Regions from separate parts of the Mus musculus genome. Here region 1 is linked to region 2. A link is a contact called in public promoter capture Hi-C data. All regions are on one chromosome and are shown on one strand. The core of a region is the stretch at or near the end of the contact, and the rest is flanking DNA. Distances in the headings are between cores, read along the strand shown.

Region 1 (5,708 bases), core at 524-3,023, 1.8 Mb before region 2:
ATCTGACATTCTGCTATCAGGTTTATTCTATTTATTTATTACAGTTAGTACTTCTCAAATAGAAAAAATAAAAAGTCGGCGCTTCCTCTCTGTAAACAGAAAAAGCATGTAAGGTTTTTAGCCTGTCCCATGAGATGTAAACCACATTCCTAATTGGTTTCCATTGCAAACTGACTCTAACCTTTCCTTCAACACTTCAGGTACACTGACAGGACCACTCTTCCCACCATATAAACTCTGCAGGCTCCTATCTTCTGTCCAACATGCCTTTCCTCTTCATCACTGCACCATCCTTGTCCCTGTGTCCCTCTCTGACACTATCCTCACTGTAATCCCTATTTGCTAATGCTTACTTCTCCCCAGTTACTTTTTTTCACTGATTTAACATTCATTCATTCATTCATTCTTATTTTTCTGGGCTGGGTTTCTTATAGCCCAGGTTGGCATACAACTCCTGGTTTAGAGGGGATGACCTTCAATTTCTGATCCTCCTGCCTCCTCCTCCTTTAGCATGCCGGTAATACAGGTGTGACCCACCACTCCCAGTTTGCACTGTGACAGGGATCAAACTCAGGCACAGTGCATGTTAGGCAAGCACTCTACCAAAATTCATTCTTTTTTTCCTCTATTAGTGAGAAAGTTCTAACAGATACCAGCCACAGTTAGTCTCAAGTAGCTATTTATTTCATTGCTTTATTTGTAAGATAAAAATAAGAGCTCCAGCGACCTAGAAAGGCGATGATTAAATGAAATAGTGAACAGTGAAAACTGAAGAAATGTCATTAATTCTTCTTAGAATTTTACTAATCACTAGCTTGTTAGGTTATTTAAAAAGTTTTGCAAATTCCCTACAAGAAAGATGACCTTAGAAAACAATGAAGATGCTGATTTCAGTAGGTTCATCCTACACGAATCTCACTCATTAGGCAGAAACTTTTCCACTACCTTGGCTGTTAACACATAGGCGAGTATAAAATAACTGGAAAAGTCTAGAAGGCATCATTCCAGCAGCACACCCTCACTGTGAACGTTCAGGGTATAAGCTCGGAGCGTCTACTCCTTGGGAAAATAGTGTCAAGGATATGACAGAAAGTGTAATTTAATTAATTGCAATGTCGGGGTTCTGGCCTTCGTGACCTTCAGCAAAGCATTAATATCCTCGCCTGGGTCCCCGCTCCTCTCTCGACTTTCCCTTGCTCCCAGGACTTACGTGAGCGCTCGCTCGAGGCAAACCGGTGGGAAACGCAGTCCCAATCCCAAGCCCAGAGCCCTGTCACCCCGACACGGAAAGGAAGCGAGCGCTTGCGGTGTCGCGCGGCCGGCCGGCGGCAACTTTTCCGCGTCAGCCGGCGCGGGTCCCGGAGGTTCGAGCCCTTCACCGCCGGGCAGGTGCTCGGCTCAGGAGCCGGGGCTACTCGCGCGGGGACCACGGGACAGGACGAGTCTCCGCGGGCCGGCCGCGCCGCCCCCGAGCGCTGCCCCGAAACCCCGCGCGCCCGCCCCGCCCCCGAGCGGCTCCGGCTCCAGCGCCCGGCGCGGCAGGTGTCTGGGGCGCCGCGGCCGCCGGCGCAAACTTGGCGCGCGGCCGGGCCGCCCCCGCGCGGTACCTACCCAGCGGCCGCCGCCGCTCTTCAGCCCGCCGGCGCGCCCGCCTCCGAGCCCGGGAAAGCGAAAGAGAAACAGCGCCCGCCGCGGCCTGTCTGGTCCCCCGCGCCCTGTCCGCCCTCCCCCAGCAGGCGGGAGCGCGCGGGCTCCGCGGGGCCACTCGGCTCTGGCGCGATAGGGCGCGGCGGGCCTCGGGGCCAGGCCGGTGCCGCCTCCAAGGGCAGCTCCACCCACCTCCAACCGCCAGAGCCGCCCGCCTGCCCGCAGGCCACGCCTCTCTCGCCGACCACGCCCCGTCCCCACGCCCTTTCCTCGTGGGCCACGCCCCTTCCCGCCGGCCACGCCCCCAGCCCACGCCCGCCGGCTCGTGCTCCTCCTAGGCGCCTGGGACACCCTGAGTGCCCTGCCCCCCACCCTTGTTGCTCCTGTGTGACACGTAGCTGTGGCCGAATTTTATCTCCGTTCTTATCCTCGCCATCCCTCTCAGGGTTGTTTTCAGTCTTAACAATGACCAGTACGCTTTGCCTGGCCGGTTCAAAAGCAATGGTCAGCGTTGAGCACTGAGTCACCTCACTGAATTTTCTCCTTGGGGCGGTGAGATGGCTCAGCCGGTAAAGGCACTTGAAGCCATGCCTGAGGAGACTTGCTCAGTCCTCAGCATTCAACGGAAGGAGAGAATGGACAGAACGACCCCTGCAAGCTGTTCTCTGACCTCTATAGGTCAGAGGACAAACTCACAAACATTCATATAAATAAATATAACTTAAGACATCGAAGAACAGTTTCATAGGAGGCATTGTTCTCCACACTGGACCCACGAGGCCGTACTGGACATGAAGACACTGGCTTGCAATGAACCTTATTTAGAAATCACCATTGAACTTGTAGCAGTATGATAGGTCTAGCAATCAGAATCACTGACAAATACAGGTAAAGTGGTAAAAATTTATTGCTGTTTGCAAGGTTCAAAACAAACAAAAACCCCAGTGCTCTTTCTAGTGGACTTTGAGACTTCGGAGACACCATTCATTAACAGAAAAGGAGGATTCCTTGAAAGGTGACCTATACTCCTCTCCTACTGCTTTCCCCAAACTCATAAATTCCTACTGAGCATAACTTAGACCCAGTACTTCACTTCTTAGAAGACTATAATCTAGGATCCCTAGGATCCTAGGCAAAGCAAGGTAGCCATCACTTACTAACCAAATATCAAAGGAGAATTCTCCAAAGCGCAAGCTGCAAAGTAACCTTCAATCTTGCACACCAGAAAGAGAATCAGGGCTGCAGTTCCAGCATCTCTTTTGTACGAGCCAGAGCAAAGGTGGCTGAAGAATTCGGAGAGAATGCAGAGCATTCGCTTTATCTCCTCCAGACAGGCAGAACCTCTGGCTAGTGACAGATTGCGGAGGTGACTTCAAGAACAAAACAACAATCCAGGCGTGCACAGGTGTCCAGAGATATACCTCAAATTTAAAATGCACGGGGCAGAACAGGATGCCTTTAAAACTAGCCATTTTTATAACTAAACAGGTAAATTAGATGCAGGTAAAACAAATTCATTTGAATATCGCTGCAGGAAGAATACAGAGCTTTAAGTGATTATAATCCTCTTAAGGACCCCTTTTTGAAACTCCGACTCAAGGTTGGGATGACTTCTGCAAGACACAGTAATTACAGTAAGCAAAAGAAAACAAGTCAAGTGACTGTAGGCTTCATGTCTTTCATACTGAATGTATCCAAATGAGAAAAGCCAACCTATTTCTAGTATATTTAAAATAGGCAATGGGGCCAGGCAGTGGTGGCTCACACCTTTAATCCCAGCACTTGGGAAGCAGAGGCAGGCGGATTTCTGAGTTCGAGGCCAGCCTGGTCTACAGAGTGAGTTTCAGGACAGCTGGGGCTACACAGAGAGAAACCCTGTCTCGAAAAACCAGAATAAAATAAAATAGGCAATGGATTGCACACTAAGTTCTATTAAAATGTGAAATGGAAGATCCTGTTATATACACTGTAGCACACACACAATGGCCTAATATTGTTCTAGTTTGTGTCTGCAAGTGTTTTAAATGTCTTTTCCAGGAGTACAAACATTGAGAACTCCGAGAGGAATGCAGTTGGTGATCGGTAAGTGAGCTGCCCAGTATTTTCAGAAATGATCTTGGACTCGGACTCCGGGAGGACATACCCCAGCAAAGGAGGGAGAGAGGGAGTGCTGATGCCAAAGCCCTACGCAGTCCCCTGCGGTGGCCGTGGAAATGGAGATGCTGGAGTAAGACTGAGAGATGCCATTGGGTCCCATCCTTTGTGGGGACACCAGTGTTTTGAGTCCCTACTTACATTTGAAGCCAAACAGTGTCTTAGTCATCCATTCTTTGCTGTGAAGAGAAACTGAGACCAGAGACCACGGTAACTCTTCTGGAAGAAAAAGCACTTAACTGGGGGCTTGCTGACAGCCCCAGGGACTAGCTCATTTCCATCCCAGGAGAGGACATGGTGGCAGGCAGGTGTGAAGTAGCAGGCTGGAGAAGTAGCTAAGAGCTAATTCCTGATCCCAGTTAGGCCAAGAGAGAGAGTGGGCTCGGCATGTACTTTTGAAACCTGAAAGCCCACCCCTGATGAACTTGATAAGTAAGCATTCAAATATCTGGCTCAAATGGGACAATTCTTATTCACCAGTTTGCGATTTCTTCTCTCTCTTCTTTAGAAACCATCTGAGTCTCTTACCCCAAAAAAGTTATTTAAAAAAAAAAAAAAGCAAGTGATTTGCTTGCCCTGCAGATACAAAGCTATAAATTCCCAGTGCTTCGAGAAAATAAAACAATAAGACCCACGGAAAAGTAATTTAAAATATAAACATTAGTCTGATTAAAAATAACAACAAAGAAGCTGATGAGCTGGCTCAGTGGTTAAGAGCACTGACTACTCTTCCAAAGGTCCTGAGTTCAAATCCCAGCAACCACACGGTGGCTCACAACCATCCATAACGAAATCTGATGCTCTCTTCTCGAGTGTCTGAAGACACACTACAGTGTACTTACATATAACAAATAAATAAATAAATAAATATTTTTTAAAAATAACAACAAAAACAATGGCAAGATAGATCAACGCATTCCTGGTGCTCTAAGTATATAGCACTGGGACATGAATGTTTCACTTCATTTTACAGACACAAGACCCCCAACCCCCCACAAAGTGCAAATCCAAAAATCACAGCTGATTTGGGTTGAGCCAAGACAAAAGCATCAGTTCAGTTTTATTTATGCCTTTTAGAAATTCTCAAGTACATGAAGTTATGGGATACACAGTTAACAGAATAACTTAAGAACTGCCTGCCTCCCCACCCTACACAAATGGATGGAGAAGGGGCAGAAGAGGAGGAGAGCTAGTAACAGCACCCATTTCCACCACTCATTTTTTAGAAAGATTTATTTATTTTATATATATGAGTACACTGTTGCTGTACAGATAGTTGTGAGCCTTTATCTGGTTGTTGGGAATTGAATTCAGGACCTCTGCTTGCTCCGGTCAACCCCGCTTGTTCAGTCCTGCTCACTCTGGCCCAAAGATTTATTAACGATTATAAATAAGTACACTGTAGCTGTCTTCAGACACACCAGAAGAGGGCGTCAGATCTCATTACAGATGGTTGTGAGCCACCATGTGGCTGCTGGGAATTGAACTCAGGGCCTTCAGAAGAGCAGTTTAGAAACATTCACGAACAAAAAACAGTTTGCAACCTTCTGAGGAATTGTAGAAAGAAGCAACTAAGAACAGCCACGTGGTGATGGCTGGAACTAGGGATTAGTACTTTGGTCTTTTCACTTCAACCCTATCTGCTTCCATCTTCTTCCTCTTCTCAATCCCTGCACTTATTTTCTTCCACTGTCAAAGCTCTGCCTCCTCATTGGTTTCTTTGAACCGTCTGGTTTTCCGTCCGTCGGACATCTTGATACCATACTGGAATGCAGCCTTGGGCAAAGTCTCCTGGTTGTTTATGTACTCACTGTATTCCTCCTGAGTATCAAAATCCCGGGAGGCCTAAGGGATCCTTCTTGTTTACCCTGGTCCATTTTGCTATAATCTACCTCTTCATCACTATC
Region 2 (5,626 bases), core at 3,081-5,580:
TAAGAGAAGAGGCTGCCCAGAGTGTCAGTGTCTTGCTGTCACACTAAGGGAACCGTTTAGAGCAAGATTGAGCCACAAATTGAGTTCCCACTTTTCTCCCTAGGTCTTTTCCTATAGTTGTGGTCTGTTGTGTTTGTTGTGTGTGTTCCAGTGACATGTCTAACTGTGTATAGAGCCTGACATGCTCTCAAGGCAGTTTATCATCTTGGTTTCAGTCCTGGCAAAGGTTCAGTCTCATTAAAGGTAAGAAATATTTTTCAGAAAACAAGATTTAACCATGTGTCAAGGCATTCTACCCGGTACCTGACAAAGGGAGGTGGAAAAAGGAAAATGAGAAGATAACACGTTCTCAGCTAAAGTGGGGACTGAAAGTCTGCAGGTAACTACTTTGAGATGAGGACTTATGGGTTAGAGAAATAAGTACATATCTTATTAAGGTGATACATAGAGAAAGGTTCCTTCCATTTTGGGAATCTTATCATCTTTGGAATAGTTCTGAATGCCATTTCTCCTGGAAAGTCCAACTCTTTTGAAAACCTCACCAATAAGCATGCCCAAATGTGAGCGGAAAAAGATTGACACCAGACTTAACTATACAAAGAGAACAACGAGCAGCCAAGCAAAGACTGGAGAGGAAGACTCCCCCAGGAAAGAGACCAGCCATCGGTTGTCCAACACCAAAGGTTGAGGAAAGAGACCACCCATAGGTTGTCCAACACCAAATGGTGATTCCTGATAGCATATGCACAATTAATATTATAAGGACTTAACAGGTTATAATTAGAAATTTATGTATATGTACATGTGTGTTTGTGTGTGTGTGTGTGTGTGTGTGTGTGTGTGTGTGTGTGTGTGTGTGTGTGTATGAGGTACTTATGCCAAGGCATGCATACAGAGGTCAGAGGACAGCACAACATTAGGCACTGGTCTTCACCTTGTTCATTTGAGGTTGAAAGCCAAGTGCTTTCTCCCTCCTCTCAGTAGTAGCACTAGGATTCAACCCTGGCCCTTATGGTTGTTTGGTGAGCCCTTTACTCACAGAGTCATCGGCCCAGCACCATTTTAAATCTTCAAGGGAAGCAGTTGTGAGGCTCCCCTGACCCCTTGACATGGTATTTCAGAGCTTATGGAGTGTGTTGGGAGATTGGGGACCACAGAAAGAGCATCAGTGGCCATGAATTCTGGAAGTTTGCAGAAAAACACTATCAGTCCTTCCTTCCCTAGGCTTCAAGTAATGGAAGGAAGATGCCCAAAATGTCCTTGATGTGCCAACCTGGAGAAGAGACAGGGAGCATTATTCTTGGCATCGAAGGGTTCCTGAGTGTGGAGAGCTCTTGGTGCCACTTTCTAGGAATTTGACATTGGGCTAGAACAAGGAAATAGGCTCAAGATGGATACAGCTGAGGAAAGTGTTCTTTGTATATTGATGGGTCTTGTTAAGACCCTGAATAAGGTAATCATGGGACCTTTGTCTATGCTTTGTTTGTTCCTTATCTACTCTGTTTATGCTTTGTTTGTTCCTTGACTACTTTGTTTATGCCTTAGGACTGACCATATTCTTTGCATGTCTCTAGAATGGTAAGAAAGCAGACTGGAGAAAAATAAACACACATCAGCTTTAGAACTGGCTGGAGTCAAGTTATAGTGTGTCTAATTGTTTTTTCTTTCTTCAATATTCATTCCCTCCCTCCAGACCCTGTTGACTGAATGAGCTGGCTTGGTCAGCTGAGCCTGTGGCCCAGTGCTCCTTGGGCTTGTGTCCCTCAATTTACTAGTCCATTCCCATTTCCAGAATACTTTTTCTTTTCTAAGGAAATGTTTCTTTTCTCATCATTTGTGTCTGGTCCAATTCACTGATGCTGGACAAAAATATGTGGGTATTTCAACAGTGCCCCTGGAAAAGTTTGACAGTTATTCCTGGACTCTGGACTCTATCTATATAAACGTTTGATAAGCCAAGCTAGATAGAGACAAAAGGGTAAGAAGTTTCTGATCTTTCTCTCTCTGTCTATGTCTATCTGTCTATGTATATCTGTCTGTCTGTCTGTCTGTCTCTCTCTCTCTCTTTCTGTGTGTGTGTGTGTGTGTCCCTCCCTCTCTGTTTTATCTTCTCTCTCTGACTGTCAGTTGGGAGCACATAGGTCCTTGCCTCCTATAAACAGATAAACAGATAAACACTAATAACCTTGTATTTTGTGTTCTCTGTAGAGCCAGAACACATTAACCTCATACAGCAGGACCAGAGATGGCTAATAGCATAGGTAACCTTTGCTTTATTTGTATGGTCCGAGGCTCCCCCAAGCTCACACAACCAGGGATGGAAATGGTAATAGTCCAAATGACCTCCGTACTATCTGTATGACTTACACCATACCAGATTTTTCCCTGGGCCCTTCAGCTAACGTATGAAGCCTATCTCTGGAATTAATCCTCTTGAGAGAAGTCACATGTACTTTGAATTGAGTTTCAGTGTAATTATACCTCATGATACCTCCGTGTACACAGAGGATTGTATTACACCAGGAAACATTTTGCTATATTTTATTGTGCTGAAATATATTTACAACAAACAGTGCCAGGTTAGATTCTAGAAGTTTGAACCGACATTGGCTAAATTATATTCAACCAGATTTCCTTCTTACTTCATAGAGACCATTGCTCTGTTGGCCACAGCATTCTCAGAGACCCCATCATCTGTCTTTCCCTATTTCTGTGTCTGTGTCTGTGTCTGTGTCTGTCTCTCTCTCTCTCACTCTCTCTCTCATAACCAAATTCATAGTTACTCCTTCTTTTCCAGAGCACTTTAAGATGCTGGACAAGCTTCTGTAGGAATAGATTAATCCTGACCCAGGGGCATCAGATTCAATCTGGCTTTACTTTGCTTTCCCTGGCTACAGCATCCCACAGTTGGAATTAGAGATTGTACCTGCACCTTATGGGAAATAAAGATTTTGTCAGGACAGCTCAGAGGACTCTGAAAACTGGACAGCAGTAGCCCAGGAAGGTCTGCCTTGACTGGGAGGCTCACAAGGATCCTTCTGGGCTCTCTGTCTTGAGGTGGAGGTACATGCACCTATGCATAGCATCTGCTCTACCTTACCAAACTTCTTCTTACCTTCTGGACCAATTGACTTCAGAAGGGCAATAGGAGTAGGGGGCCCACAGGCTCAAGGGATCAGAGGTGACCTGATTCCCTAGGTCTCAGAGGTAGGCAGGAGAGCCTTTTTTCTTGTTAGTTATATGCTCTATTCCTCTGAACAGTTGCAAAACACAGATGTTCCATATCTCCATACTCAGGCTCAGGGTGTGATGTAGTGCCCCATGCACCATCTATTAAATCTGGAACCACTGGTTGGTGGTACTGTATCAATCACATTATCTTCCTGGTGATGTGTGGGGCCCTTGACTCAGGTATAGAACTTTTACCCACCATACCCTAAGCCTCAGTTGTGTGCCCACCGAGTCTCTGGGTCTCTACTTGCTCTACCTTATCAAACTTCCTGACATGGCTTTATATAACATATATTCATATATATTTATTCATATATATTTAGTTTCTTGGCCAAAAGGTTTTAATACCTCTTGTCAGAGAGAATAGAATTGACACATTTTTGTTTCTTAATCCTGGGGGGGGGGGGGGCGCGGGGAGGGAGGGAGGGAGAGAGGGAGGGAGGGAGAGAGAGAGAGAGAGAGAGAGGTGTTGCCCTGGCTATTTGTTTAGCCAGCCAGGGATGGGAATGAATGCGCCTGGAACAGAAAGCTTGAACAGCATTTCAAGAGGTCCATTGAGGGATAGGCTGGAAGATTCTGAGGACATGCTGGAACATTCTAAGGACTATGTCCTCAGAAGATCAGAAGGAGCATACTCTAACCTGCTGCTCACTTTTGGAGCACCAAGTGGGCACTGGTGGTCCTTTATTCCATTCCAGAGGGCCTGTTTGGTAATCATCTTTGTTTGTGAGCCGAGCATGCACTAAATTCTCTCCCAGGTACGTCCTACTACATGCTGTGAGACAGCCTTAAAAATCAAAACAAGCTTCCAGTCACACATCCAGCACCAGGCACACAGCTTAGTGGGGGCATTAAGCAAACTCCCTGGACCCTCAGGACAATTAGCATCCTTGTTCCCCATCAGCAGTAGAAAGAGAAGCTAGAGGCACACTCAGAAACAGCCACTAGCAAACGTCTGTGTCCTGGGTTCCCTCAGAGTGGAGAACAGGGAAATCCTTACCCCATGGTTGCTGTAAAGGTGGTAGCTGTTCTCTGGGTTTTCAGCAGAGCAGAACTCCTCAGAAACCTGCCTTGACTCTCTGCTCTCTTGCAGACTGTCACACCAACTGGAAGCTCAGGTTTTTTTTAAAGGGCTGGGTGAGCTAGGGGGTGTGCTCTTTTCAGTCAGCAGTGAGAAACTGAAACTGAGACTGGAAAGTGAAACTGAAGCCTGCAGTTTATCCAGGGAGACGCACTGTGGGGCACTGTGGGGTTTGCCCTACTGCATTCTCCACTGAAATCGATGAGGAGAAGGCTCTGAAACGGATACAGACATGTCGGATCCAGACTGCTGTCCAGAGAGAGAGAGTGAGACATCCCTGCCACCCAGAGACTCTTATCTGTTAGGTAGGGGCTGATGGAGGTGATACAGATAAAATGGAAAGCAGACTGGCATCTTCAGAAGCAGTGTTGTTCTTTCTTCCAAGCAACTGAAGGTCTGCAGTTCCTCCTTGGAAGTGAGACTTTCCCATGTGGCACTAGGGGGTCTTAGGATGGCAAAGGGAAAGTTTGGGACTGGAAGAGTGAGTTCTCATGCATTGTGGAAGTGGAAGAAGATACTAGCTGGTTTGTTGTGTGTCTATCCTTAGCATCTTCCACAGATGTCATTATTCACCTGCATTGACTGGTCCATAGCTTCCCAGCCTATCCGAAGCCTTAGGAATACAGTCTTTATAAACCAGGACAGTTTCCCATTGCCCAGAGAGCTGTAGAGCCATGCTTTGTGTTAACTTCTCCTGAGGTGACTCTAAAGGGTTCTTTCCACCAATCATAGTCATGTTAACAAGAACCAAACATGGAATCCCTAAAGGGTGATGGTTATTCAGAGCCTTGATGCTATCCCACTAATAGCAAGGCTACTAGATGGGTCAGTGGTTAAGAGCACTCACTGCTCTTCTAGAGGTCTTGAGTTCAGTTCCCAGCAACCACATGGTGGCTCACAAGTATCTGTAATAGGATTAAATGCCCTCTTCTGGTGTGTCTGAAGACAACTACAGTGTGTTCATACACGTAAAATAAATACCATTTTAAGGGCTAATAGCAATCTAGGGAACTACAGACAGTGGGGCTCACACTGTTTCAGGTTGAGGTCAAATACTTTAGTCTGTTGTCTTGGTTAACCTGTAATCTCAGCCTTTATTGCTGTCTAGTTCCTTATCCTGACCTTTGATGTCTAGGTCCTCAAATTCAGCTCATCCTTCTCACCTCCATATATTAAAAATATTGAAAGAAGTTAAACATCTAATCCCATCTCCTTGATATAGTGCTAGCCTCTCCTGAGAGTTATCTTTGACCAGGTAGGTACAGCCCTAACCCCCCCCCCCCATCAGCTGACACCAAGACAGGAGTTGGCCCT

What was found. Promoter capture Hi-C pulls out the DNA fragments that hold promoters and counts their contacts.
Region 1: a contact with region 2 is called in a promoter capture Hi-C map of hippocampal neurons, with 4 times the contacts expected there. A contact is called at or near these places in 2 of 39 promoter capture datasets (hippocampal neurons and liver).

The regions. Positions count from the first base shown.
Region 1 is chr19:36,405,813-36,411,520 of GRCm38.p6, reverse strand. Pcgf5 (polycomb group ring finger 5) reads right to left here and starts at 1,773. Exons shown (of 10, transcript NM_001368691.1): 1 at 1,612-1,773. It also overlaps the pseudogene Gm9042.
Region 2 is chr19:34,639,593-34,645,218 of GRCm38.p6, reverse strand. Ifit1 (interferon-induced protein with tetratricopeptide repeats 1) reads right to left here and starts at 4,330. Exons shown (of 2, transcript NM_008331.3): 1 at 4,232-4,330. The coding sequence starts at 4,236. It also overlaps a transcript of Ifit1bl1 not described here and a transcript of Ifit1bl2 not described here.